Regions from separate parts of the Capsicum annuum genome. Here region 1 is linked to region 2. Evidence: chromatin contacts called from public Hi-C data. All regions are on one chromosome and are shown on one strand. The core of a region is the stretch at or near the end of the contact, and the rest is flanking DNA. Distances in the headings are between cores, read along the strand shown. Region 1 overlaps LOC107874197 (linoleate 13S-lipoxygenase 2-1, chloroplastic). Region 2 overlaps LOC107874211 (G-type lectin S-receptor-like serine/threonine-protein kinase LECRK2).

What was found. A called contact is a pair of places that touch in the nucleus more often than the background predicts.
Region 1: a Hi-C map of leaf shows a contact between it and region 2, with 2.8 times the contacts expected there. The contact joins two enhancer-like sites. A contact is called at or near these places in 2 of 5 Hi-C or Micro-C datasets (leaf and placenta).

Annotation. Positions count from the first base shown.
Region 1 is chr1:203,530,883-203,535,266 of UCD10Xv1.1, forward strand. LOC107874197 (linoleate 13S-lipoxygenase 2-1, chloroplastic) reads left to right here. Exons shown (of 10, transcript NM_001325046.1): 4 at 317-640; 5 at 1,047-1,132; 6 at 1,469-1,579; 7 at 1,940-2,241; 8 at 2,802-3,068; 9 at 3,978-4,318. Among protein-coding and RNA genes, the nearest start is that of LOC107874197, 11 kb to the left of the region's middle. Within about 2 kb of position 2,124, at least 1 of the 5 cell types and tissues checked has an H3K27ac peak or open chromatin away from gene starts, as enhancers often do. A contact at or near this core is called in leaf, where this site is marked.
Region 2 is chr1:203,455,562-203,459,937 of UCD10Xv1.1, forward strand. LOC107874211 (G-type lectin S-receptor-like serine/threonine-protein kinase LECRK2) reads left to right here. Exons shown (of 1, transcript XM_016721060.2): 1 at 1-3,415. The coding sequence ends at 2,062. Among protein-coding and RNA genes, the nearest start is that of LOC107874211, 5.7 kb to the left of the region's middle. Within about 2 kb of position 1,585, at least 3 of the 5 cell types and tissues checked have an H3K27ac peak or open chromatin away from gene starts, as enhancers often do. A contact at or near this core is called in leaf, where this site is marked.

The DNA.
Region 1 (4,384 bases), core at 874-3,373, 76 kb after region 2:
TTATTATTAATTTCAATTCTTCCATAATGCATAACTTTTAATTTATCAAAAAAAGTTTCTGCACTTCTATCTAGACATGTGACATAACTGTTAAATAACAAAATTATTTTTTCCGTTATTTCAAATTATTTTCTTTTAATTAACATTTGTCAATTATCAACATTATTACTCATCTAATCCAAATTGGCTCTTTATCAATGTAATTTAACATGTCATAGTAGATGGTAACGCGATAACTAATGTAAAAATGCATGCTTTATATTATCAGTACGTAAAAGTTAAACTTGAATTGAATTTTGTGCATGCATGCATACAGATCCATTATCAGAATCAAGGAGTAACTCAGTGTACGTACCAAGAGATGAAACATTTTCAGAAGTGAAGAGCTTAACATTCTCAGGCAACACAGTTCACTCTGTCCTACACGCCGTCGTGCCGGCATTGGAGTCAGTTGTCTCCGATCCCGATCTAGGGTTTCCTCATTTTCCGGCTATCGACTCGCTTTTCAATGTCGGCGTCGATATTCCGGGACTTGGAGAGAAAAAAGGGGGACTATTGAATGTCATACCAAGGCTCTTTAAGGCTATTTCTGATACTGGAAAAGATGTTTTGCTCTTTGAAACCCCTCAATTGCTTGAAAGTAAGTATCAACTATGCTGCTTGAACTCTTGAAAAAAAAATTGACATTTGCATGTCAAATATTCTAAAAATAGTGTATTTTTAGTGAATCCGACATGAGTGCGAATCATTTTTGAAGAGTTCGAGTAATGTAGCCAACACATGCATATGGTCTGATTGATTTATCGTTGCATTATATATATATGTTGGTTGGATCGACCAAAAATATTGTTAAATTAGTAAGGATCACGATCCTCCAAAAATACATAATATTTTGATGATTCATAGATTTTCTTAATAAATATACAGATTAGTAAGTTGGAATCACTTTAGTAAAATTATATTATATATTTTGATCGTTAATTACAAAATTTCATGTAAAAATTAATATTTATATATATGTTTTTTTTTATGTATATTTATGGCAGGGGACAAATTTTCTTGGTTTAGAGATGTGGAATTTGCTCGTCAAACTTTAGCTGGTTTGAATCCATATAGTATACGATTGGTTACGGTATGTCATATACTCTCTTTAATTCTATTGATATATATACATACCACGAGTATAAGATTCTGTGAGGATATGTATTTACTGACGGAATCATAATTTTCATTATGAGGTGATAACAACCACTATCTATACATAACAATAATTTTATATTTATTCAAGACGCTTGTACTTGTACCAGATTGTCATCTCGATTTCTGTACTCTAAGTCATTAATTTCTAGTTTCTTTTTTTGTTTTAGAAAAATTGCTCGTGAATTAGGTCGATTTATATACATTTTGGGTAAAAAATATCAATTTAATGGTTGAAATATTTTGAGCTAAAATATTTATGAAAATACAGGAATGGCCATTGAAGAGCAAGCTAGACCCTGAGGTGTATGGACCTCCTGAATCAGCAATTACAAAAGAGCTAATTGAACTAGAAATTGCAGGATTTATGACTGTTGAAGAGGTATATATAAACACATTATTCTTATGTATTTTTATTTCAATTATGAGAAAAATACATTTATTTTGGTTTGTATATTGGCAGACGATAACATGAATGACTTCGATAAGAGGTGGTCTTATAATGTTGGCAAAAGTTACATGTGTTAGCTCAATTGCTCACATGTCAATATAAAATAGGCAACACATTGCACTATCTCTATGTCACAACATTATAACCAAAATTGTTCCCGATGGGCAACACGTGTCATTTTGTTTAAAGATTTTGTTAAGGGGGGTTAAAAATTCAAAAGATGGCCCCTTATGGTTTAAGTGTTTCCTTATGATCATTTTATTGAGTTACACATACCCAACGTCAATGCAGGCAGTTGCACAAAAGAAGTTGTTCATACTAGATTATCATGATTTGTTGATGCCATATGTAAACAAAGTGAATGAACTCAAAGGAACAGTACTCTATGGATCAAGAACTTTGTTCTTCTTGACACCTGATGGAACATTGAGACCATTGGCCATTGAGCTAATTAGGCCACCAGTAGATGGTAAGCCGCAATGGAAGCGCGTTTATTGCCCAACTTGGCATGCCACTGGTGCTTGGCTATGGAAATTGGCTAAAGCTCATGTTCTTGCTCAAGACTCAGGCTATCACCAACTAATTAGTCACTGGTACGTTATCAGGTCACCTAAAAGATATTTCTTCTTATGACGTCAGATTTATAATCTTGAAACTAAAACAAGTAAAAGTGACTTGATATGATGATAGTGTAAAGAATTTTTACATTATTACACTACTAAAACATCACTTTTTTCCCATTGGTAAATGTTCAGTGGCGTGCTGTTCCCGCATATATATTATGATTGAATCAGTGTGAAAAAAATCTCATTCCCACCATGTGTTTTTCCAGTGAACGGGCTCGGTGGGAAAACCCTCTAGTTCTAGTAGTGTCAGGTCCCTAAAAGATATTAGTTACATATAAGTTCGTAGTCTTGAAAATAAGATAGGTTACCTAAGGAAAGGTGACTTGATAGTATAAAATTTCCTTACGTTGACGGTGTATATAATAATATAAACTCTTTGTTAGTCATTGCTACATTATCAGGTCACCTAAAAGATATTTACATTTACGTCTTCTTTTGCAAGCTGTTAGAAATCTTGAAAATAAAACAAGGTAACTCTGATGCTGGTGTATAACATATTGCTCATTTTGTTCTCCAAAATTTTGCAGGCTAAGAACTCATTGTTGTACAGAGCCATACATCATAGCAACAAATAGGCAACTAAGTGCAATGCACCCAATATACAGATTATTGCATCCTCATTTCAGATATACAATGGAGATAAATGCCTTGGCTAGAGAAGCACTTATAAATGCCAATGGTATCATTGAGAGTTCATTTTTCCCTGGCAAGTATGCATTGGAGTTGAGTGCTGTTGCCTATGGTCTTGAATGGAGATTTGATCAAGAAGCACTCCCAGCAAACCTTATTAGCAGGTAAATAATTCACTAATCTTCTGTTTTTTGTTTTCGATTTGGTGTCTGGTATCTGTTTTAGAACTCGACTAGTCTGCATTCACATTAAAAGAATCCCTCTTTAGGAGTAAAGCGCTCCCAACCAAAGGCGAGTCGATTCATTGGGGTCGAACTCGAGACCTGTGGTTATAGATGGAGAAATGTTAAGCACTCTACCACAACTTTTTGTGATCATTAGTCTTGTTTATACTATTTGTGGATCCCATTTGATGGTTAGGGCTCGCATTGGGGTCCGACTAATCCGAAGTTGAGTTAGAAAATCCTATTTTGTAGGTAAAATGCTCATAACCAAAGGTGACTCCATTCGGAGGGGTTGAACTTGAGACCTCGAATATTTACCATCCCACCGCAAAGTTTGATGGTCACTAATCCTTTCAAAAAAGGCAGCCTGGTGCACTAAAGCTCCAGCTATAGACAGGGTGTGGGGAAGGGCCCCACCATAAGGGTGCATTAATTATACGCAGCCTTACCGTGCTAGATGCTGTTTCAAACGCTTGAACCCGTGACCTCCTGGTCACATGGCAACAATTTTATCAGTTACTCCAAGGCTCCCCTTCCATGGTCGCTAATCCTTTGTGAAGTTCTATTTTTGAGTTCACTAATCCTTTCCTAATGGCATAATCATAAACGTCTCCTTTAACTTGGCCTTAGTTGGTATCTATGCCTTCCAACTTTGGATGTACAAGTAGGCACTTAAAGTATCACACAATTGAACAAGTATACACACACGTCCTACATCGCAAATCTCACGTTATTGACATGTACAACACGTGCAACTCATGCGATGAGAATCTACTATATATATAATATTTATATGATGAAAAGGGTTAGGACCTTCCACTAACATGTTATTTTGTGCAAAATTTACAGGGGATTGGCTGTGGAGGATCCAAATGAACCACATGGATTGAAGCTCACAATAGAAGATTACCCTTTTGCTAATGATGGTTTAGTACTTTGGGACACACTTAAACAATGGGTAACAGCTTATGTCAACCACTATTATCCACAAACAAATCTTGTTGAATCTGATATAGAACTTCAAGCTTGGTGGTCAGAGATAAAAAATGTTGGTCATGCTGACAAGAAAGATGAGCCATGGTGGCCAGAGTTGAAAACTCCAAATGACTTAATTGGTATTATCACAACAATAGTTTGGGTAACTTCTGGACACCATGCAGCTGTTAACTTTGGTCAATACAGCTATGCAGGTACACTCACCTTTTTTACTTTACTCTAATTTTCAATTTTTTAATACTGTCAACGTATATAAGTTA
Region 2 (4,376 bases), core at 335-2,834:
GATTGGTGTTGTTGCTTATGGTTCTATGAAAGATACCGGTAATTTCGTGGTTGTTAACAAAGATTCTGAAAGTTTATGGGAAAGTTTCAATCAAAGTACAGATACAATCTTGCCAACTCAAGCATTTGCAGAAGGATTCAAGATTTCATCTCGTCGATCAGAGACTAACTTTTCGAGGGGTAGATTCTTGCTCAGGATGTTTAAAAATGGGAATATTGGAATTGCTACTGTGAACTTGCCTAGTGAATATATCAATGAGAACTTTTTCTTGATTCGTAGCTTCGATCAGTTGAATGCAACGAATTATCAGTTGAAGTTCAATGAATCAGGCCAAATTTTCCACTTGGTGAACAACAGCAAAGAGGTTGTTCTATCAAAGGGTGATATTGGACCATCAACACGGTTCTATCATCGTGCCACGCTCAATTTTGATGGCGTATTTACTCTCTATCAGCACCCGAAAGAGCCTAAAAGTACTGATGTTTGGTCTACTGTATGGTCAGTTCCTGATAATATTTGCTATAGTTTTCCTACTCAAAAAGGTACTGGTGTATGTGGATTTAACAGAATTTGCAGACTAAGTATCGACAAAAGACCGGATTGTCAGTGTCCGCGAGGGTTTTCACTAGTCGATCCAGAGGATGATTACAAAGGTTGCATACCGGATTTCGTGCAGGAGTGTGGTGACAATCAAGATAATGCAAGAAATGATCAGGTTGAGATGGAAACTATGACGAACATCGATTGGCCTACAAGTGATTACGAGCAACTTCAGCCTTTCGATGAAGAAAAATGTAAGACAGCATGTTTGAATGATTGTATGTGTGCTGTTTCGATTTTTCGAGAAAATAGTTGTTGGAAGAAGAAGTTGCCCCTTTCAAATGGTAGAGTGGATAATAGAGTGAATTCTAAAGCATTCATCAAAAGAAGGAAAGGTAACATTGCTTTAGAAGATCCTAATACTTCAAAGCCAAACAAGAATCAAGAAACTATCATCATTATTATATCAGTGTTCTTAGGTAGTTCTGTTTTTGTTAATTGCCTACTTCTAGTAGTACTTTCTCTTGTTTTTTTTCTCATTTATCGTAACAAAATCTCAACGTTTGATCGAAATGGAAGTACCATGGATCAAACATTGAGGTACTTTTCATACAAAGATATGTCAAAAGCCACAGAAGGATTCAAGGAAGAACTTGGAAGAGGGGCATTTGGGATAGTCTACAAAGGTGTTGTCGAGATAGGCAGTCCTATTCCGGTAGCTGTCAAGAAGTTGGATCGGATAGTCCAAGACGGAGATAAGGAATTCAAGACCGAGGTGAATGTGATAGGCCAAACACATCACAAGAATCTAGTCCGTTTAATCGGATTTTGTGATGAAGGTCCTCATAGGTTGCTTGCCTATGAGTTCATGAACAATGGTTCATTATCAAATTTTCTCTTTGGTGATCTAAAATTGACATGGAACCAAAGGACTCAAGTGGCACTCGGGATAGCAAGAGGGCTATTGTACTTGCACGACGAGTGCAGCACACAGATCATTCATTGCGACATAAAACCACAAAACATTCTTCTTGATGATCATTATGATCCAAGAATATCGGATTTTGGACTAGCAAAGTTGTTGAGGATGGATCAAACCGAGACTCAAACAGCGATAAGAGGAACGAAAGGGTACGTTGCACCAGAATGGTTTCGAAACATGCCAATCACAGTGAAAGCAGATGTGTATAGCTTTGGTGTTTTGCTACTAGAAATCATTTGTTGTAGGAGAAATGTGGACTTTGATGTTGGTGAAGAGAGAGCAATTTTGACTTATTGGGCTTATGATTGTTACCAAGAAGGTACAATATATGAACTTGTTGAAAATGATTCTGATGCAATTAGTGATAGAAAAAAATTAGAAAAATTTCTAATGGTAGCTATTTGGTGCATTCAAGAAGATTCTTCATTGAGACCTACTATGAAAAAAGTAGTGCTAATGCTTGAAGAAATTGTTGAAGTTCCTAGTCCTCCATGCCCAAATCCTTATAGGACTGAAAATTCTCTTGTAGACGCGGTCTAAGAGAGAATTTCATCAATCCAAAGCACGAAGCATCCTGCATTCGTGCAACTCCAGAGGAAATGTCGCTTCCCGGGGTGTAATGTTATTGGTAGCCTACACTGATGCAAGCATCAATAGCTGATTTCATGGCTCGAGAACCAATGACTTATAGTATGCCTTGTTGATCACTTGTGTATAACAAATTTGCTATTGTTTTCTACTTGTTTATATTGATCTAGGGATAATTATTGTATACATTTTTAATCACTTGTATACATGCATAGTTTAGTGAATATTGTTGTGATTATGATATTGATAAATTCTTTATCTATAGATAGGTAGAGGTTGTTAGTACTCATTCTTTACTTGCAACTTGCTAAGTAGCATACATTAGGGTTCTTGATTTTTCCATTAACTCCATTATGACAATATACAAAATGTTTTGTTTTAACTTCTAATTTATGAGTAGGTTGATATATAAAATGCAAATTTGGGTTAATTTGGGAGGATTGAGTTATCCCTTTACATAATTCATCTTGATTCTAACTCATTTTGACCCGGGAAACCTTTGGGTGGGTTAAATTATGATCTAATAATTAACTTAATCCATTTTGACCTGATCTGCTCATTTGCTAACCCTACGAGTACTCCTGTAAGGGGACACCTCAAGCAATTTCCTACTAGAAAAGTGTTACTGACTTGTTAGAATTTGATTTGACATCAGCAATATTGGCTAAAGAATAGTAATTTTCATATGTACTATAGGAAATTGAAAATTATTACTTTTTGGTGAGTATATGCTTAATTGAAAAACTTACAAAATACTTTAGAGTCGAGTGATTGGACGACTGCATACTTAATGTATACATTTAGGAGGTTTATAGTTTTGGGGTGTGGTGGGGTGGGGGGTGCCTAAAAGTTTTGAGAAAATGCATATAAATCTCGACAGTTTGTAACTTAATTACAGATAATCCCCACATTTTGCATAATTATTGAAAAGTTTTGATTTTGGATTTGTCGAGATACATAATTTGCTCCCGATACATCCAACGAATATACATTTTTTCCTTTATAAAGATCAATAACTAGCCCCCAATACAATTTTTTTCAATTTTGGATCTACCGAGATATATAATACATTCAACAAAGATACATTTTTTCCTTTGTAAAGATACATAATTTGCTCTTGATACATTTTTTCTGATTTGTCTGTCAAGATACATAATTAGACCCCGATATATCTAATGAAGAAACATAATTAGTTGTGATTTTTGTAATTACTTTGTCAGGGTGGAAATTTATGTAAATATGATAAGATAAGGTGTATGTTTATGTTATTTTTTCAAAAATTTTACACACGCCTAGTCTTGGTACTTTAATTTGTAGCCGTTGTAAGTGTATACTCCATTTATAACAATGTATACCAAATGCATAATTAGTACACTCGAGCCATTTCTTAGCGTAAAATTCCTCCTTTTTTATCGTGCACAAATTTAAATTATTTAAATCAATATATTTGAATAGGGAATGATTAAGTAAAAAAAAAAAAAAAAAAAAACAGCAATAGGGTGGAAACTAGAGAAGTCATTTCAATCATCAAAATGTCCTCCTTGCTGAATAAAATGTTATTTCCTTCGTTTTAATTTGTTTGTCTAATTTTTGATGGACACAAATGTTAAGAAAATAAAGAAAACTTTTACATCTTGTTGTCTTAAAATTAAAGATATATAAAATGTACAAAAATATCATTTAATCTCGTAATTCGCGTGGAAAGTTAAAAATTAAGAATTTCAAAAAAAAAAAAAAAAAGAAAGAAAAGACATTGTTTTTAAACGGATTAAAAAAAAAAAAGTAAGACAAACAACTTGAAATCAAAGGAGTATTTTGTTAGAATTTGACATCAAGAATCTTGGTTGCAAAATATTAGTTTTTCCTACGTGCTATAAAAAATTAAAATTTTATTACTTCCTCCGTTTAAAAAAGAATGACTTACTTTTCTTTTTATTCCGTTTAAAAAAAATGACTCCTTTTCTTTTTTGGCAATACTTTAATTTCAACTTTTCACATGACATGTTTAGGACCACAAGATTAAAAGACATTTTGGTACATTTGACACAACTTTAATTTAAGGCCACAAGATTCAAAAATCTTCTTTATTTTCTTAAAATTTATGCCAAATCAAAGTACGTTATTCTTTTTGAAACGGAGAAAGTACTTTTTTTTTTTGGACTACTATTTGTCTAGATTGAAAAACTTATTACAAAATACTATTACTAGATTTTGTTGATAGATTATTGAAAAAGATAAAAGTGAGAGTTTTTAGGATTGATATTAG